Regions from separate parts of the Mus musculus genome. Here all the other regions are linked to region 4. Evidence: chromatin contacts called from public HiChIP or PLAC-seq and Micro-C data. All regions are on one chromosome and are shown on one strand. Each heading gives the region's core, a stretch centred on a gene start, on an enhancer-like site or on the middle of the called end of the contact. The rest is flanking DNA. Distances are from core to core; before and after follow the strand shown.

Region 1 (2,740 bases), core at 13-2,512, 500 kb after region 4:
TTTGCCCTCTCTTCCATGAGACCAGATCATCTGTTCACACATGATGCAGGACTGGGTTGCCTACTCAAAATAGCAGCTCAGTGTCTTCTTGCTTGACAGAGCATCTTGCAAAAGCTATCTTCATAATAGCTTTTATGTAGGTCTTCATAAACCAGACCTACAGCTCAACTCCTCTTCCATGTACTGCTGTAACCTAGCCCAAACTAGGCATCAATCATCCCCAACTACCTGTTTCTCCGTCTTCCAGGCCCTTAAGGAGAAGTGAGGAAGCAGCTCATTTGTCTCCTACCCCCACCTCCGCACCCTCCCCACCTGCATTGTCTGGCCCAAACAGAATGTAACACATTTTAACAGATGCAAAGACACTCAATGTAGTATAGCTTATTACACCTGGAAGAGAAATTTGCATATTACATCCGACATTCCAGAGAGTAGGATTCATTTAAGACATGAATCTTCCCACAAGGAACTTAAAGCTTATTTAGGGAGGTCAGACATACACTTGAAAACTGTGGTGAAACGTATTTCTGGATCTCACAGGTACTCATTGCCCAGTTTCTAAAAACTGGCCGTACAAATTTTCCACTAGCTTGGAAGGAATATCCACCCACTGCACCGAATCTACTTGCATGTTTACGGTTATGGGAGGTGCAGGTACAGCCTGGGAGAAGGTCTTGTTCCCAGGAGATAAGCTGCGTTTATGATTGAAAGGAAGGGAGTGAGCACACTGGTCTTCCTGGCACCAGAAGCGAGCCGGTGAGAAACAAGGATATTTTTATTAATGTTCAAGCCACTTTGGATGAATGGTCATAACTGATGATGACAATTATTATTTATTAAAGCTTATAGTCCATAAAAGTAAATGGCTTTCCCTCCTTAGTGTGTGGCTGAGTAGGGTGGTTATGGCCTTTGATGGAGAAGGTCTCTGACTTGGTTTGGGGTTTCTGACCTCTGAAATGATTTCAGTGTTACATTGCTGTGCTATGTAGGGACCTAGAAGAATCCAGAGATGACTGAGGTTGAGATGCCAGGGGACAGCCCATTAGAAAGTGTAGCAAGGGGCTGCTGCACACAGAAGTATCAGGAAAAGCCCCTATGATCCAGGTCCTGGAGGACACACACACACACACACACACACACACACACACATATATATGAAAAGAAAAAAAAAACCAAATGAGTCACTTAAGACCCCACTTTGCAAGGCTGACTTTCCTAATTGTCACAACTGACTTTCTTATCAAGTTACTAGGTGACTCAGCTCTGAGAACTCTCCTTCCTGCCCTGCCCAGATCCCTCCCACTGGAGGGGACTTGGTCACAGCAAGAGAATGGGGCAGTGAGAGGAGATGATGTGCCCCTTCCTGTGATTGCTCTAGTATTTTTCTGGGCTGTGTTTGCCTTGGCAGTTTTCATAACAGCAGAAGAGAGCTGGGGTACATCTCTCTCAAAGGCCGTCCTTGAGTGCAAAGGACACACGGTTTCAGTTGGCTGAGCCTGGGAAGTTGGTATTAAACAAGACCACAATTGGGCAGAAAGAGTGAAACACTCTTTGGATATAAAACTTAACAGAGTACTTACTGTCTGTAATAAAGATAAAAGATATATTCTATGTTCCTAGTACAATGTTTAAGCTAGTATAAAAACCCACAAGGCAGAACATTTAATAATTTCAATTGAGGAGAGATAGTACTGTTTGTCTCATAAGAGCTTCCCAGTGAACTGGGAACAAGTATGCTCTACACAGATGTATCTTGCTTTCAGTTGTAGAGTTTCATGATATCTTGCGTGGTTCAAATACAGAGCAGCGTTTCCCTGTGTGTGTGCCAGGGACACATTTTCCTATAGCCCTCAGACTTTCCTGACCACAATGGCATTGAAGCTTAGCAATCTGTTTACCTTTAGAAGAGGGCTGTGAGTGGAGAGATTTCCTACCAAAGAGGGCTAGGCAGGCCTTGACACACATGGATAACATGCCATCAATTGTCCCCTGGAGGGCATCAAACATGACCCTGGGGAGTGCATAGCATGGGAGGTTCAGATGGGTTTAGATGCTGAGCAAAAGGTGGATTTGGAATGACAACCTCAGAGCCTTTGATCAATGACACAGGCTCCTGGACAAGCACTGTACTTCATCATTAAAGATACTTTCTATGAAATCAAAGAAAATCAAACCTGTCATCACTTAAAACCTCACATTATAAAGTTTCTGTGTATATATGTGGCATGTATGTGTAGTTATGTGTTACATTTGTGTGTCATGTGAATATGGTATTCGTATTATATGTGATTTATATATGTATTAATAGGTATGGGTTTGTGTGCTGTAGGTGTGTGTTGCTTGTGTGTTATATGTATGTGTTGTGTGTATATGTGTGTGTTGTGTGTGTTGTGTCATATTTATGTGCTGCATGTGTATATGTGTTTATATACATATGTATGTGTATATATTGTGCAGATGTGTGTGATGCCTATTTGCCTAAGGGGGGATTCCAATCATCTTCTTCCACCATCTCTCCTGACTTGAACCAAAGCCTCAATGGAGTAGAAGTTCATCCTTTTGGCCAGCTTGGATGTCAGAAAGCCTCCAGAATTTGCTTGTCCACACTCCCAGAGGCATATACAGCCATTTCTACATTTTTATGTGGATTTTAACTCAGAGCCTTATGCTTGCACAGGAAGCACTCCTACCCACTGAGTCATCCCCCTAGCCCTGAAGTCTTGGTTGTTATTGACAATTT
Region 2 (2,700 bases), core at 28-2,527, 380 kb before region 4:
TAAAGCTGCTTTTCATTATTCAGTTCAGTTCTGGGTCTGACAGGGGAAACTGAAAGAAGGGCTCCTGAGAATCTCCCTGACTTTGCAGCCAAGAGGATTACACAGCTGATATCCACCAGAGGGTAAATAGTAGTTAATTCTTAATTGTTAGCTCAGTCACTGCAATTGGTTCAACAGTAATTATTATCATGTGGTTTGAACTCAGTTGTGAGGGTTCTCCCTTTTCAGTTGTGCATCAAAACAGAAGCCTTATGGGACTTAAAAAGTTCAGCATAGGGCCTGAAGAGATGGCCAAACAGTTAACCTCTTCTGCTCTTTTTGCAGAAACACTTGAGTTCAGCCCACAGCCCCTATCTCACAACTGGGAGAATTCAATGCTTCTAGCCTCCATGGGTACACACACATACTACACATAATTAAACAAAATAACAAAAATAGCTGGGTGTGGTGGTACACATCTTTGATTTGAATAGTTTGAGGCGGAGGCAGGCAGATAGCTGTTCAAGACCAGTCTGGTCCACACACAGTTTCACGACAGGACAAACAACAACAACAAACTCCAACAAAAATAATAATAAAAAATCTTTAAAAAGCAGGTTATTGCTGAGTGTGGGCCTGTAACCTCAGCTATTAGGAAGGCTAAGGTAAAAAGATAACAATTTGAAGACCAGCCTTGATATGTGTCACAGCGGGGGGGGGGAGAGGGGGGGAAAACCTCGAAAAAATATAAATAGTAAAACATTTACCCCCTCCCTCTGGAGAGTTCATTTTATTTCTCTGGAAGCTTGCGTGTCTTTTTATTTTTATTTTTGTCTCGTTACTAAATGCAAAAGCAGCCACGTGGTTGAGCGCCGCTAGATGACCACGCGGAACTAGGGTGGCCACCTCTGGGATCCTCGTCCGCTCAGTCTCTGTAAGTCCTCAGTTTCCCCTCCGGGGCCTTTTACTTTATCCGCGGGGCTCCCCGCCCGCCACGTCCGCTCGGTCCGCGACACAGAGGCGTTCTTTCGGGATGAGCGTCGCTTCTGACCCGGGAAGAGCTGCGAGCGACCGCCCGGCTCAGCGCAGCCCTTTATCCGCGCCCTACGGACCGCAGCGGACCGGGCGCGCTCCCCACCGACGCCCACTCCCAGCTCCGCTGGGCTCGGCCAGGAATGTGGGAGACCAGGCGCCGCCTCGGAGTGACCGCGCGCCCGGCCAATCAGCGGGCCGCAAGCGCGAGGCCCCGCCCCCTCCGCCCCTGGGGCTGGTTCCCGCCGGGGGAGGGGCGGGGCGGTGGGACGAGGAGGACCGAGGGGAGGCGGCACCTGGGCGGCGGTGATGTCAGCCGGGCGCTGTGCTCCGGCCCCGGCTCCTGTCGCCGTGTAGGGCGCGGGGGCGGCCGCGTCGAGAGTGGCGATCTGGCAGCCGGGCGGGTCCCGGGAGGCGGAACTGCAACTTGTGGAGCTCGGCGGCCCTCCGCCTCAGGTAAGCCAGCCGCGGGCGGTTCCTTCTGCGACCCGCGCCCGCGTTCTCGGGGATCTCTAGTGAGTGGGGGGCAGCAGCTTCGGGGTGACAGGAAGGGCTCGTCTGGGTCCTCGGTTCCCTCACCCGGACTCCCCACAGCACAGAACTCCAGTCAGGGAAGTGTGCTCGGACTCCCCCAGAGACTCCAGTCAGGGAAGTGTGCTCCCAGCTCACACCCAGACTCCCCTCCACAGACTCCAGTCAGGGAAGTGTGCTCCCAGCTCACACCCGGTCTCTCCTTCACACCACAGTCTCCAGTCAGGGAGATGTGCTCCCAGTTCACACCCGGTCTACCCCCCCCAGCACCCCCCCCCCCAGACTCCAGTTAGGGAAGTGTGTTCCCAGCTCACATCCAGACTTCCCTCCACAGCCTGCAGCCAGGGAAGTGTGCTCCCAGCTCACACCCGGACTCCCCGACCCCTTACACACCCACAGTCTCCAGCCAGGGTAGTATAAGCCCATCTCATACTCGTCCCCTCACCATACCATAGACTCTGAATCACAGAACTCCAATCAGTGAAGTGTGCTGGGACCCCACGCCTCAGAATCCCCACCACACCACAGCCTCCAGTCAGAGAAGTGTGCTTCCAGCTCACTCCTGGACTCCCCACCACACCACAGACTCCAGTCAGGGAAATGTGCTGGGACCCGAACACCCCAGAATCCTAGTACCATGGAACTCTAGTCAGGGACATGCGCACAGTTTTACACAGTGGGTATCTCACCACGCCACAGACTCATTCAGGACAGTGTGAGCCCATTTCACACTTGTCCTCCCACCACACCATAGACTCTGATACCACAGAACTCCAATTACAGAAGTGTTCTGGGACCCTACACCCCAGAGTCTCCACCACACCACAGACTTCAGTTAGGGAATTTTCGTGGGACCCCACACCCCGGAACTACTCCAATAATACCATACGCTCCATTCAGGGAACTGCAATGGGACCCAGACTCCCTGTAATATACCCCAGATTCCAGTCAGGGGACTGTGGTGGAACCCCAGAATCCCTATATAATACTGCAGAGCCACGCCACACATTTGGAAAGTGTGCTCAGACCCTGAATCTCGGTTTCCTCATATTACAAGAGAATGCCCATCAGGGACATATGCTTGAGCCCAGTCTCCTACACTACTACAGAACCAGCAGGGAAGTATATGTGCAGGTGGGAATATTTAAAAGTGTCACA
Region 3 (2,776 bases), core at 272-2,771, 410 kb before region 4:
GTCAACATTCAAAAAGTATTTGCTATTGTGGTGTTGATTAAATTAGAAGAATTTTGAGGGGGCTGGAGAGATGACTCAGCGGTTAAGAGCACTGGCTGCTCTTTCAGAGGTCCTGAGTTCAATTCCCAGAAACCACATGGTGGCTCCCAATCATCTGTAATGGGATCCGATGCCCTCTTCTGGTGTGTCTGAAGACAACTACAGTGTACTCATATACATAAAATAAATAATAAATAGATTTTTTTTTAATAAAAGAAGGATTTTTGTGATTTTCCCCCTAAAGAAACATGGAGTCCGGGGACCACTAAAGACAAAGGCAGTTATGATACAAGGCAGGAACCTGAAGGCTGGAGATTGTCTCTGCAGGCACTGAGAGAGAGCAGGGGACAGAATCTGACCTCTGAACCAGGTGGGGTAAAGTAAAGACCACAAGAAAGAGGCTCCTGACTGGAGCTTCAAGCTGAGGTGGTGGTGAGCACAAGGCCTCAGAGGTCCTGTTAAAAATCTGTACAATCCTCCAGTACCCTTGATAAGATTCTGAGCACCTACGGAGAAAGACTGGGAAGCCATCCAGGCAAGCAATCATGGCTGTCCTCGAGGTACCTGCTCTCTACCTGGAGCTCCTGCAACCGCCCAGCTCCCAGCTCCTTCCCAATTATCACCTTAATCCTTCCAGTGGTTCAATTCAGAAGCCATTACCAAACCCTGCTTCCAGAGAAAGTAATTAACTCTGGCCCCAAACCAAACAGCAGGTGTGTGGCAAAACCAGGCTTCAAACAAGGATGCAAAGGTAAGGCCTGTAAGCCGCTCCACTTCCATCCCTGTCCTGCCAGTGGAGGAGAAGGGACTCAGGAGTTGAGAGGCATGGCGGTCAGCTTGTTAGGTCCTGCCATGGATTCTGGCTTCCCACAAATGATGACTGGAAATGACAGAGAGAAATGTAGATAGACTTCAAGAGGAAGTGTGGCCGGGCGGTGGTGGCGCATGCCTTTAATCCCAGCACTTGGGAGGCAGAGGCAGGCGGTTTCTGAGTCCGAGGCCAGCCTGGTCTACAAAGCGAGTTCCAGGACAGCCAGGGCTATACAGAGAAACCATGTCTAGAAAAAACAAAAACAAAACAATACAAAAAAAGAGGAGGTGTGGGTGTTGAGGGTCAGAGCCATAGGCTTGCAACCACTGCCAACTATTCTGCAGGGCAGAGAGGAGCAGCTTCCCTGGGTGGGAGGCCTTGGAGCATGGGTGAGGAAGTTGGAGGCTCCAAGGTCAAAAGACAGTGGGGTTGAAAGTGTCTGTGTGGTGGAGGGAGCTGAGGTCAGAGCACCCCAGGTCACTGTGTGCCTGAGGCCAGTTGATGGATGAAGAGATGGCAGAATGGGAGATGGCCCTAGCCCTAGAGGAGAAACCAGAAGGCTAAGAGGCGAGCTGGTGATGATGCAGGTTAGAGCTAGGCAGGGGACACTGCTGTCTTCCCTCTCAGGGGAGGGAGTTAGGAGCTTCGCATGCTGGGTTCCAAGTAGAATGTCAGAGAGAGCAGGCCCAACTGCAAGCTTTCCTCCTCAGGTGTGGAACAACTTGCAAGGCCTCTCGTCCCCAGGAGCTAGGACAGGCTCTGCCACCAGCCAAAAGTCCCAGGGAACTCTGAGGTACAAATGGTAACAATATCGAAAGGAGAAGAATGTGGGCCCCTTCATGTGCTGCCTCCCTGATTATTCAAGTCATGCTCCTCCCAACTTATCCAGCGGGGGATGGGCTAGAGGCTGTCTTTTAAAGTTGATCAGTTCTTTTTGATGAAGACACTTTTTTTTTTCAAAGTGTTAATTCTAAATGTTTTTGTGGCATGAGGAGAAAAGAACAAGGGTTCACTCAGTCTCATCGATTAATTCCAAAAAGCCTTGAAGGTCAACCAGTAAAAACAAAAAATAGGGTAGTATAGGGAGAAATCCCCAGACTTCCCTGTGTACTGATAAAGTGAGGCTGGGCAGGATGGGAGGTTCTGTGTGTTCAACAAGCACAGAGCTGTGTGCTGGCGCTGCACACCAGGCTTAGAGGACTGTCCTTCTTCCCGTTGTGTAGACTCAGAAGTTACCTTCAGAAGGTGGGGCTGCCTCGGAGGTCAGCAGGCTGTTGCCAAACCTTTGGAAGCAGAGGCAATTGGGAAGCAGCCTGACAGTTTAGATCTCCCTTCCACTATATCTTAGCAATGAAACTTTGGACAAATTATGGGTCATCAGTGCTCTCAGTTTCCTAATGTAAAAGCAGGAACGGTCAAGATCTGGCTTGTTACCTCCCCACAGGGTAAGACTTAATGAAACAATGTAACGAACATGCTTTACCTAACCAAAGCGAAACAATGTAACCAACATGCTTTACTAAGGAAAGCGAAAGCGCTTTGAGTATGTAATCAGTATTGTTACCACTACTTCTACCATGTCATGCGAAATTAATATAACACGGATTAATTTCCTTTTCTGTTGTGTACACGTGGGTGTGCAGATATATATTGCTTGCTACCCACTTTGTTTTTAATTCTTTAAAATCCATCGATATTTACATGCGTGCATGCAGAGGTCAAAGGACCTCTGTGGGAATCAGTTCTCTCCACCATGTGGGTTGCAGGGGCGACGATCGAACTCAAGTCATCAGGCTGGACAGTGAGTGCATTTACCTACATAGCCCTCTCAAAAACCTCCTTTTTTTTTTTTTTTTTTTTTGAGACAGTTTCTCACTGATCTGGAGCTCTGGATTCATTAAGCTAGGCTGGCTAGCTAGCAAGACC
Region 4 (2,700 bases), core at 160-2,659:
TTTTGGAGACAAGCACACCCGCCTTCCTGAATGGTATCGATACTAAAGTTGGACGTTTGCCATTAAAAAGTTGTTACTACTAAATTATATAATATGCTTTGTTATGTAACACAGTCCTGTTTTATATGCTTAAAATTATGTCATTCATAATAAAACTAGACACAACGTTTTTGCTTTTCACACACAGACTGCCACCCACATTTAGACATATCCACTCGCTTGTGTGCGCGCACACACACACACAGACACAGACACACAGACACACACACAGACACACACACAGACACACACAGACACACACAGACACACACAGAGGCACACAGACAGTTCCTGAATCCCCCAGTTTCCTGCTGAGTTTCAGAACCTCTCGGTGGATAAAGTAACTTTGGTGGTTCCCTGCAGACAGATATCTTGCCGGCCCAGGTTCTGAAAAAGACTCCCTCTTATGGAAAGGCACATCAAACTTGTTTCGTGCCTGTCCATTTTGGGGTCTCACCAGCTCTCTAGATGGCTTTCCTGGGCTCAGCCCCTTGCTAGCAGGTACCCCGTGACTGTGTCCAACTCAGGTTGGGACCATCAGGGACCCCTAGGCTTCCTCAGCATCGCCCGCCTCAGCTGGCGCTGGTCTTCCCCACCCCTCACCCCAGGAGGAAGACCGGTACTTACAGCCTGCGGCCAAGCCCCTCCACCGAACGCCCGCGGGAGGGCACGGAGTAGCTGAGCAGGAATACCAGGACACTCCACTGCTGAACCAGCCTCCGCAGCATCGTGCCGCTCGCTGGCTCTGGGGACCTGCAAGAGTGGAACCCGAGGGTCAGTCCCGGCTCTCCATCTCTTCCTCGCACTGCCCCGCTCCCTCTTTTGGAACCCCGTGGCTTCCCAACAGCCACTCCAAAGTCGAGGGCATCTCACAAGTTAGGAGGAAAAAAGAAAACAAGAAAAAGAAAGCAAAAAAGTGTCTCCGAGCCCCTGAGCACTTACTTGTGTAGGAATCAGCGCCTCTAACTGCGCCTCTCTCAAACCGCACAGGCAAAAAGGGACCCGAGAGGGGAAAAAGCAATCAGAGAGCTTCCTCTGAAAGAAGAGCGAAAACCGGGCGTTTTACATAGGCGTCGGGGATGCGTGGCGCGTTGCTGTGGCTCCCATAGCAATGTCTAATTAGTCTTGGCGGCAGCACTCTGGGTCGTGGGGCAGGTCAAACCCCTCTTCAAACGCGGGTGTTCCTCAGGAGTCAGCTGTCCTGCGCACCGGGCCTCTGGGTGCACAGCCACTTGCGGCAGAGCGCGTATATATACATAGCTGTCGGTCTACCTCCTTCGGTGGGCTGGTTGCTTCCGGAAAGTTGATTCCACAACGCCCTTGAACAAGTTGCAGGCGCGCGTGTCGTGGATGCGAGGGCCAGGTGGCCGCGAGGGCGGGTTCCGGCAGCGGGGCGGAGCGGCCCAGCTGGGGCGGCGCAGGTTGGAGAGTAGCTGTGAGCCCAGCCCTGGAAGGTTCACACGCTCCGGGGCCAACCTGCTGAGAAGTGAGCGAGTCGCAAAGAGGTGGCGCCCGAGGAACGCGCGCCGGCGGAGCAGGCAGGGGTGAGCGGGCCGGCGGGGGCGGGGAGCACAGGGGAGCCCGGAGCCACGGAGCCCCACCCCAGTCCTGGCCCGCGTGGGCCGATCTGACGCTCTCCTCCTCCTGAACCGGCCTGCTGTCGCCTGAGTGGCAGGTCCAGGAGTCCAGGTCCCTACAAACAGCAAGGAGGAACCCCGGGTGGCCTGAGAATCCCAAGAGTCCCAAGCTCGCTTGCAAGCTCGCATTGCACTGCATTCCTGCCTGGTGTGGCCTTCTCCTGGGGAGGGGACTAAACCTAGCACCCAGAAGAGCAAAGGCGATTTTGGGTCTTACTGTTTGGGAAGGGTTGGGGACATCACGTCTGGAGCAGGTCCTAGAACGGGTGTGTGAGCAAGGAAGAAGACCCACTTTGTGATCACAGACGACCTGGAATGCGCAGAGTCCTTCTTTCTCACCTTCTTCTGATAACCTACTCTATGTCCTGATAAAGATTCACTGAGTGCCCATTTGCTTCAGCTTCTCAGTGCTGCTGGGCAGGGAGTGGGGGTGGGGGGTGGGGGAGAAAGTTGTGAGTTACTGATTGTGGGTCTAGAGGTGTGTGTGTGTGTGTGTGTGTGTGTGTGTGTGTGTGTGTGTGTGTGAATACTAGTTTCCCCCCAGGTCCTAGATCACGCTGAAATGAACATGGGAACCACTCAAAGAAGTTTGCCTTCTAGACAATACTGCTGGAAAATTTCATCTGACTCTCTAGGAGGCTAGTGTCACTCAAAGACCTTTGTCAGACCTGGGCTGTGATGCTCTACAGACTTCTGGGGTGGGTACTCCTAGGACTTCTCACCCCTCCCCTCCCCTAAGCCTTGCTGCTCGCCAGCAGTTAAAGCTTTCAGCTGTCTTGGGCGGGGTTCCCTCTCATCAGAAGCCCTTGTCTCTTTCCCTTGATTCCTTTAAACTTCATACTTGTAAAAAAAAAAAAAAAGTTGGCTTCTTCCCACCTTAAAAAGAAACCCGGGAATTTCCATAACGTCCTTTAAGTGGTTAAGAATTTGTAACTGTTAGACATGTTTACATGGCACGAAAAGAGAAAGTTTGAACCTGTGACACTCTGTGATAACCCTTCCCCAAAGATGCTGGAGCCCTAAT
Region 5 (2,874 bases), core at 192-2,691, 480 kb after region 4:
CTTAATGGACTGTGACTCAGGGTATGAAAGGCAAATAAACCTTTTCCTCTCCAAGTTGTTTTTGGTCATAGTGTTTCATCACAACAATAGTGACTCTAAGACAAATAATCATAGAACAACGTTCAAAAGAGAATAAGAGACCCTGGAACAATGAGTGTTTGATGATATTAAAGATGGTGCTTTACTGCACTGGTCAGATAGGATAGTACCATATGGCTGTCATATAAAGGAGCTCTTACGTTCCCAAGACATACTAAAATCATCAATGCATGAAAAATGATATGATATATAAAATCTGCCTCAATATAATCTTTATACACAGCAAAATGGATCCAGGTCTGAAATGCGATGCGAAAAGAGTTCCGTGCAGAGCCGTCAGAGTTGATTTGCTAATCCTATCTGTGTCTGTTCCCACTGCCATGGCAATGTTACCATAACTCTCTGCTTCAAACAACACACCCGTTTATTATCTCACATTTTCTGCATGTTATGAAAACAGATACTGCTGAGATGCGTTCCCAACTTTGGGTCTCACATGGCTCTAATCGAATGTCAGCAGAGGCTGTGCACTTACCGGCTCAGCTGGGAGGGCCAGCTTCCAAGCATACGCTGGTGTTGGCATAATTCTGTTCCTTGTGATTGTCGGGAGGAGGGCTTCAGTTTCTTTGTGGTTGTTAGCTATAGACCACCCTTAGTTCCTGGTTGCCACACACAGTTCTTAAGTCAGGAGAGAAGGGATGGCTCTAGGGCCAACTAAAGTCTTCTACTATCAGGAGATAGGCTCATAAAAAGTACTCAGGTACAAACCTGCAGCGTTAATTTTCATGGTAAAGCAGGCTGACTTAGTGGCAGAGTCAAGAGCATGAAGTATTCTTAGGCCTTGAACGTGACACAGACCCTGCCCTGGAGCAGTGACCCTTCACCTCCTTTCACCCTGTTAAATGACACAGTCAATAGCACAACCTTATCTTTCTCCAAGTATTCAGTAATCCGAGGGCTCTGGTAAAGATGCTATTTCTGTTTTATCTCACAGGTCTGCCAAAAGAGATGGCCGACAAAGTTAGAATTGAATTTTGGAACTGAAGCAGATGTTACCAGAGGTGAGAGCTTGAGAGTATGTGTTTATTTCTATCCCATCATGCTCCTGACAGTAAAACTAGCTCTCTGCGCATGCTCAGTGTTGCGCGCATGCGCGCATTCTTGCGTGCATGTGCATGCATGCATGCATGCATGCGTGGGTGTAAGTTAAATCTTCTGTATCTTGGGTGGCCTAGTTTTATCACTAAGCTGAGATTCAGACAGCATTTTTTTGACCAAGACAGCACATGGCTGAGAATATGACCTATTGGTAGAGTGCTTCTCTAACATGCTTGAATCCCTGGGTTCAACACCTAGTACTGTTTAAACTACGCATGGTAGCACATGCCTGCAATCCTGTGACTCAGGAGGTCGAGGCAGAAGCATCAGGAATTCAAGGTCATCCTTCAAGAATGTCGTGGGACACATGAGACCCCGTCCAGTGGAAAATAATGGGAAGGACAGAAGTAAAGGTCTCAGACCTGAGTTTGCTCCTTTGTACCTTCTTGCAAAGCTTTCATTCGTTGGCTAAAATTATCCTAAATACAGACCTACACCTGTGACCTCACAGCTTCTTACAGCATGTCTAGGAGTCTGGTTTCCAAAAAGAGGTGAGAAGAGGTGGTGTTCGTTGTGTTGGAAGAGTAGAGAAACATGGCACTGCCTCTGCCTCCTGGTACACTGGCCTATGCGCCTCGTATTGAGTTCCTGTCTTCCTGAGGAGCGCGCATCCCTGATGTGGGGGCAGACAGAGTCTACCTTTTTTGGAGTCATTTGCAGCTCTGATTCAGAGGGTGGAGGCTGTGTTGTGTAACCAGAGAACACACATTTCATTCCCTTCTGTGTGATTCATTCAGTCAAATCCTCCTGGCACTGGGGCTGCGTTCCTCCTTTTTTGTTTACAGTTGTGCCGTTGCTTTGTCTATTGTTTAAGTTCATGGATTTTAAAGAATTTACTGTGAAACTTTGTAGAGCCATGTTAGGTATAGGAGTTTCTGCAGTTGTTGCTTTTCTTAGTCTTTCTTTCTTCCTTTCTTTCGAGTTTTAATGAAGGGATGTGGGAACTGGAGAGGGCTGTGACCTTTAGGACACACTTTTAAATTAAATTCAAGTTTGTGACTATGAGGTCTTTTGTTTTTTTGTTCTCCTATTGCCAGAGAGATAAAAAGGAATGGCATTTAGTGACTTCTGAGTGTTTTATACATGTTAGATATGACATGAATCATTTTCATGTAGTTTTATATTTAATCTCGACAAGAATTTTATAATATGAAGGGATTTTTTTCTCATCTAAATGAGGTAACGAAATCTGAGAAAATTTAAAAGTTTGCTTATATGTGTATGTGCTGCACATTAAATATAAATCTAATGCTTTGGGCATAAAGTGTCTTAGTCTGAAAGGCAAACACCCCAATTCTGCATAGAACCCAGGCTTATCCCATCTGCTCCCTCATTAGCCAGGCCTAGCCAGTATCTCATCCGATATGTAACAGGACCCACACCTGTGGGGGCCCTTGATTGTTTCTTTATTACTTTTATTTTTTTACAGTTCAGTTTTTACCCCTTCCTGGTCTGCCCTCCAACAGTTCCACATCCCATTCTTCCTCCCCCTGTTTCCAAGAGGATGCCCCCCCCCCACACCAGACCTCCCCACTCCCTGAGGACTCAATTCTCTTGAGGGTTAGGCAGGTCTTCTCCCACTGAGGCCAGACCAGGCAGTCCTCTGCTGTATATGTTTTGGGGGCCTCAGACCAGCTAGGGTATGCTGCCTAGTTGGTGTCTCAGTGTCTGAGAGAT
Region 6 (2,700 bases), core at 87-2,586, 310 kb after region 4:
AGAATTAGCCATTTGAATTTAGGGTAGTTTTGGACCACGACAAGTAGGGAATTGAGAACAGCTCTTTCCACTGAACAGTTTTGTCAAGTTGCAGAAGAGAATGGCAGCTTTGCCAGGTGTGGGGATACACACTTGACCTCCCAGGACTTGGGAGGTGGGGGCAGGAGAAGAAACTAATATAGTGAGTTTGAGGGCAACCTTGGCTATCTGACACCCCTTCTCAAAACAAGAAGATACTCCTTATAAAAGACCTGCCATTTCAAGAAAAGTATCTATATCATCCTTTAATTAATTTTTTTATGCCAAACATGGTGACACATCTTTAATCCCAGAACTTGAAAGGCAAAGGCAGGCAGATTTCTGTGAGTTCACCTCCAGCCTGGTCTACATAGTCAGGTCCAGGCCAAGCAAGGCTATATGTATAGTGAGACCTTGTCTCAAACAAAACAGAACAGAACAAAACACTGAAAATAATTTTTATAAAAAAATTTAGTAAATAATAATTTTGTGAGAGGAAAATTAGAGATTTACAGCATTTAGTCCCAGCTCAGAGGCTTAATTTTGGCTTCTCTGTCCACCATTTCTTCTACTGCTTTAGGTTGTCAACCTGGACTGAAGCAGCTTCAGGAAACAGTTGCCCTGAGGGAGCACTGTGTCTCTTTCCCTGCTTGGGCCTGAAATGGAGCTACGACAGCAGCCTCACAGCTCCCATTGCTTTTTTTTTTTTTTCTGAACATCTGAGACTTATCCAGAGGTTTAAAAAGTATTTTTAGTTTGTTAAAAAAAAAAATAAATGCATGCCTATTTATTTAGGATTTTGATGCATGTTGTTTCCAACTGAATAAGTCTATTTTCAAAACAAAGATTAAGAGATTTGGCTCACTTTTTTACTGGTGAATATGCCAAAGGTCTGTTTCCCATAAGATGTGTCTGCCTTCAGTTGCTGTTCTGACTGTGAATAGTTTATTATAGCATAGGTCTAACAACAGAGTATGTGCTAAAGAGCCCTGATGCACGTTTAGGATGTTAGAGTCTATAAATAGCATATAAGGCACTATGGAAACATGTTACACTCACACAGTGCTTAGAAGGGAAAAGAAGAGTTGGCATGTAAACATGTCCAGGAAGGGGCTGTTGGCCCCACCACTTGCCAGCTTGATTTTCTTATGTCCTTCCCTGGCCTCCCGTGTCCACCACATTATACAGTTCTGTCTCACAAGCCCTGCTCGCCCTCTGAGTACTGCTGTATGGCGGGCTCACACATACCCAGCCTCCACCCTTTCATGTTGGGGGCATGAGCATCCTGGGGGGCAGGCTTCAGTGAAATCACTCAGAGCCTCCATCTGCTTCCACTTGCCTTGTGGTCTCGAAGATCATGCTTGGCCCATGGGTACTGCAGTGTGCCCAGAGGATGTGGAGTTTTGTCAGCCAGTGAAATATGTCTGGCTTTTCTTCCTCCCCTTACCAACCCTCCCCCCACCCCCAACTTTCATTTGCTCCTCATCCTGTGTGGTCTACTGAACTGAATTGCTATTTAACAAAACTATTTACTCTCTTTATCATTGTCTACGGCTTGACTTTTTTAAGGAGAAGGTGTGTAGAATCCGAGCCAAAAAAGTGTAGTATTAGCAGCAATAAAACCTAAAGATAGATGCTTAATGTCCCGTGTCAGTGCACCCTGCTGTCGTGTGTGTGTGTGTGGGTTCGGGAGTGCAGATTGCCCTACTGAGATGCAGAGCTGTCAAAGACTCTCATGCCAGCAGTCAGCTCCAGGTTGTCTGATCCAAGCTTTTTTTTTTTTTTTTTTCCCTAGGCACTTCTGCAGTCTTCAGTTAAGCAGCAGCTAGATGCCATCGAGAAGCAATATGTGTCTGCAATCGAGAAGCAAGCTCACCGGTGTGAGGAGCTCCTGCATGCTCAGGTACTGACTGTGTGCCCTCCACACACCAGCGCTCCCCCTGCCTCCCTCCTCCAGACTTCAGGCTCTTCTCTATCAGCTGCCAGCCGTCCATGCTCCTTGATGTATCTTGGAAAACAAGTACCCTTGAATAAATGTAGTTAGAGAACTTTATGATAGACTAGGACAAACAGGGCCAAAAGGCCTACACTACGTGGGTTTCCCCTTAATCCATGATCACTCTCATTTCCATTTCTGGGTTATATTAAGGTAGACAAAGTCACAGAAGCAGAGAGATAGCTGGTGTTCAGAATGTAAGATTAATTTTTCACAGATGCTTACAAAACAAAATATAAGCTAACAGGGAAAATACGTATTAATTTTGGAGTTTTTAATAATTTTCTTAAGTAATAGTTTCTTTGTGAAATTTTTAATGTTTTTAAAAGTTAAAACACTGAGCTACTTTATAGAAATTAAGCTGCTAATCGAAGAACTTTTATGGGTATACCATAGTCAGTAATATTTGTAAGATACTTCTTTGTGATGCTTTATGACATAAAACTTGGAAAATGGAAGCAGCTTTTTAATAGGTTAGGAAGAAAATTAACTACAGTTGAGGAATCAAAGTTAAGTATAAAATTTGGTGGAGGTTTATGGATAGGCTAGAGTCAAGTAGGGATCTGTTCTGTTAAAGATTCTCTCTCTCTCTCTCTCTCTCTCTCTCTCTGTGTGTGTGTGTGTGTGTGTGTGTGTGTGTGTGTGTGTGTGTGTGTGTTTGTGTTTGAGCAGGGGAGGAGAGAGAG

What was found. Hi-C and Micro-C count contacts between places; a contact is called where the count stands out from the background. HiChIP or PLAC-seq counts read pairs in DNA pulled down with a chosen protein or histone mark.
Region 1: a contact with region 4 is called in an HNF4G HiChIP or PLAC-seq map of pancreatic cancer cells. The contact joins the enhancer-like site here to the promoter of Pthlh in region 4. A contact is called at or near these places in 9 of 39 promoter capture datasets (the 3T3-L1 cell line, 3T3-L1-derived adipocytes, the SN4741 cell line and 5 more), 1 of 15 datasets of contacts at CTCF or cohesin (the NIH/3T3 cell line), 2 of 115 datasets of contacts at active chromatin or transcription factors (heart atrium and pancreatic cancer cells) and 1 of 9 other capture datasets (adipose tissue).
Region 2: a Micro-C map of embryonic stem cells shows a contact between it and region 4, with 3 times the contacts expected there. The contact joins the promoter of Ppfibp1 here to the promoter of Pthlh in region 4. A contact is called at or near these places in 2 of 39 promoter capture datasets (embryonic stem cells and stem cell-derived epiblast-like cells) and 2 of 484 Hi-C or Micro-C datasets (both in embryonic stem cells).
Region 3: a Micro-C map of embryonic stem cells shows a contact between it and region 4, with 2.2 times the contacts expected there. The contact joins the promoter of Smco2 here to the promoter of Pthlh in region 4. A contact is called at or near these places in 4 of 39 promoter capture datasets (the HPC-7 cell line, cranial neural crest, embryonic stem cells and 1 more) and 1 of 484 Hi-C or Micro-C datasets (embryonic stem cells).
Region 5: a FOXA1 HiChIP or PLAC-seq map of pancreatic cancer cells shows a contact between it and region 4. The contact joins the enhancer-like site here to the promoter of Pthlh in region 4. A contact is called at or near these places in 13 of 39 promoter capture datasets (the 3T3-L1 cell line, 3T3-L1-derived adipocytes, the HPC-7 cell line and 9 more), 2 of 484 Hi-C or Micro-C datasets (nephron progenitors and palatal mesenchyme) and 5 of 115 datasets of contacts at active chromatin or transcription factors (T-cell acute lymphoblastic leukemia, heart atrium, neural tube and 2 more).
Region 6: a contact with region 4 is called in an H3K4me3 HiChIP or PLAC-seq map of craniofacial prominence, with 4 times the contacts expected there. The contact joins the enhancer-like site here to the promoter of Pthlh in region 4. A contact is called at or near these places in 3 of 39 promoter capture datasets (the HPC-7 cell line, embryonic stem cells and hippocampal neurons), 1 of 484 Hi-C or Micro-C datasets (nephron progenitors), 2 of 115 datasets of contacts at active chromatin or transcription factors (T-cell acute lymphoblastic leukemia and craniofacial prominence) and 2 of 9 other capture datasets (adipose tissue and embryonic stem cells).

The regions. Positions count from the first base shown.
Region 1 is chr6:147,759,014-147,761,753 of GRCm38.p6, forward strand. No RefSeq gene overlaps it. Among named protein-coding and RNA genes, the nearest start is that of Gm15762, 40 kb to the left of the region's middle. Within about 2 kb of position 1,263, at least 44 of the 459 cell types and tissues checked have an H3K27ac peak or open chromatin away from gene starts, as enhancers often do. A contact at or near this core is called in the NIH/3T3 cell line, heart atrium and pancreatic cancer cells, where this site is marked.
Region 2 is chr6:146,887,217-146,889,916 of GRCm38.p6, forward strand. It overlaps Ppfibp1 (PTPRF interacting protein, binding protein 1 (liprin beta 1)), which reads left to right and starts at 1,278. Exons shown (of 31, transcript NM_001355728.1): 1 at 1,278-1,467.
Region 3 is chr6:146,848,589-146,851,364 of GRCm38.p6, forward strand. It overlaps Smco2 (single-pass membrane protein with coiled-coil domains 2), which reads left to right and starts at 1,522. Exons shown (of 10, transcript NM_027059.1): 1 at 1,522-1,643.
Region 4 is chr6:147,262,604-147,265,303 of GRCm38.p6, forward strand. It overlaps Pthlh (parathyroid hormone-like peptide), which reads right to left and starts at 1,410. Exons shown (of 4, transcript NM_008970.4): 1 at 982-1,410; 2 at 667-792. The coding sequence starts at 767.
Region 5 is chr6:147,739,775-147,742,648 of GRCm38.p6, forward strand. No RefSeq gene overlaps it. Among named protein-coding and RNA genes, the nearest start is that of Gm15762, 21 kb to the left of the region's middle. Within about 2 kb of position 1,442, at least 45 of the 459 cell types and tissues checked have an H3K27ac peak or open chromatin away from gene starts, as enhancers often do. A contact at or near this core is called in pancreatic cancer cells, where this site is marked.
Region 6 is chr6:147,573,660-147,576,359 of GRCm38.p6, forward strand. Ccdc91 (coiled-coil domain containing 91) reads left to right here. Exons shown (of 13, transcript NM_025911.2): 8 at 1,814-1,921. All of the region lies in intron 2 of Gm36244 (a long non-coding RNA gene), which reads right to left. Among named protein-coding and RNA genes, the nearest start is that of Ccdc91, 99 kb to the left of the region's middle. Within about 2 kb of position 1,337, at least 33 of the 459 cell types and tissues checked have an H3K27ac peak or open chromatin away from gene starts, as enhancers often do. A contact at or near this core is called in craniofacial prominence, where this site is marked.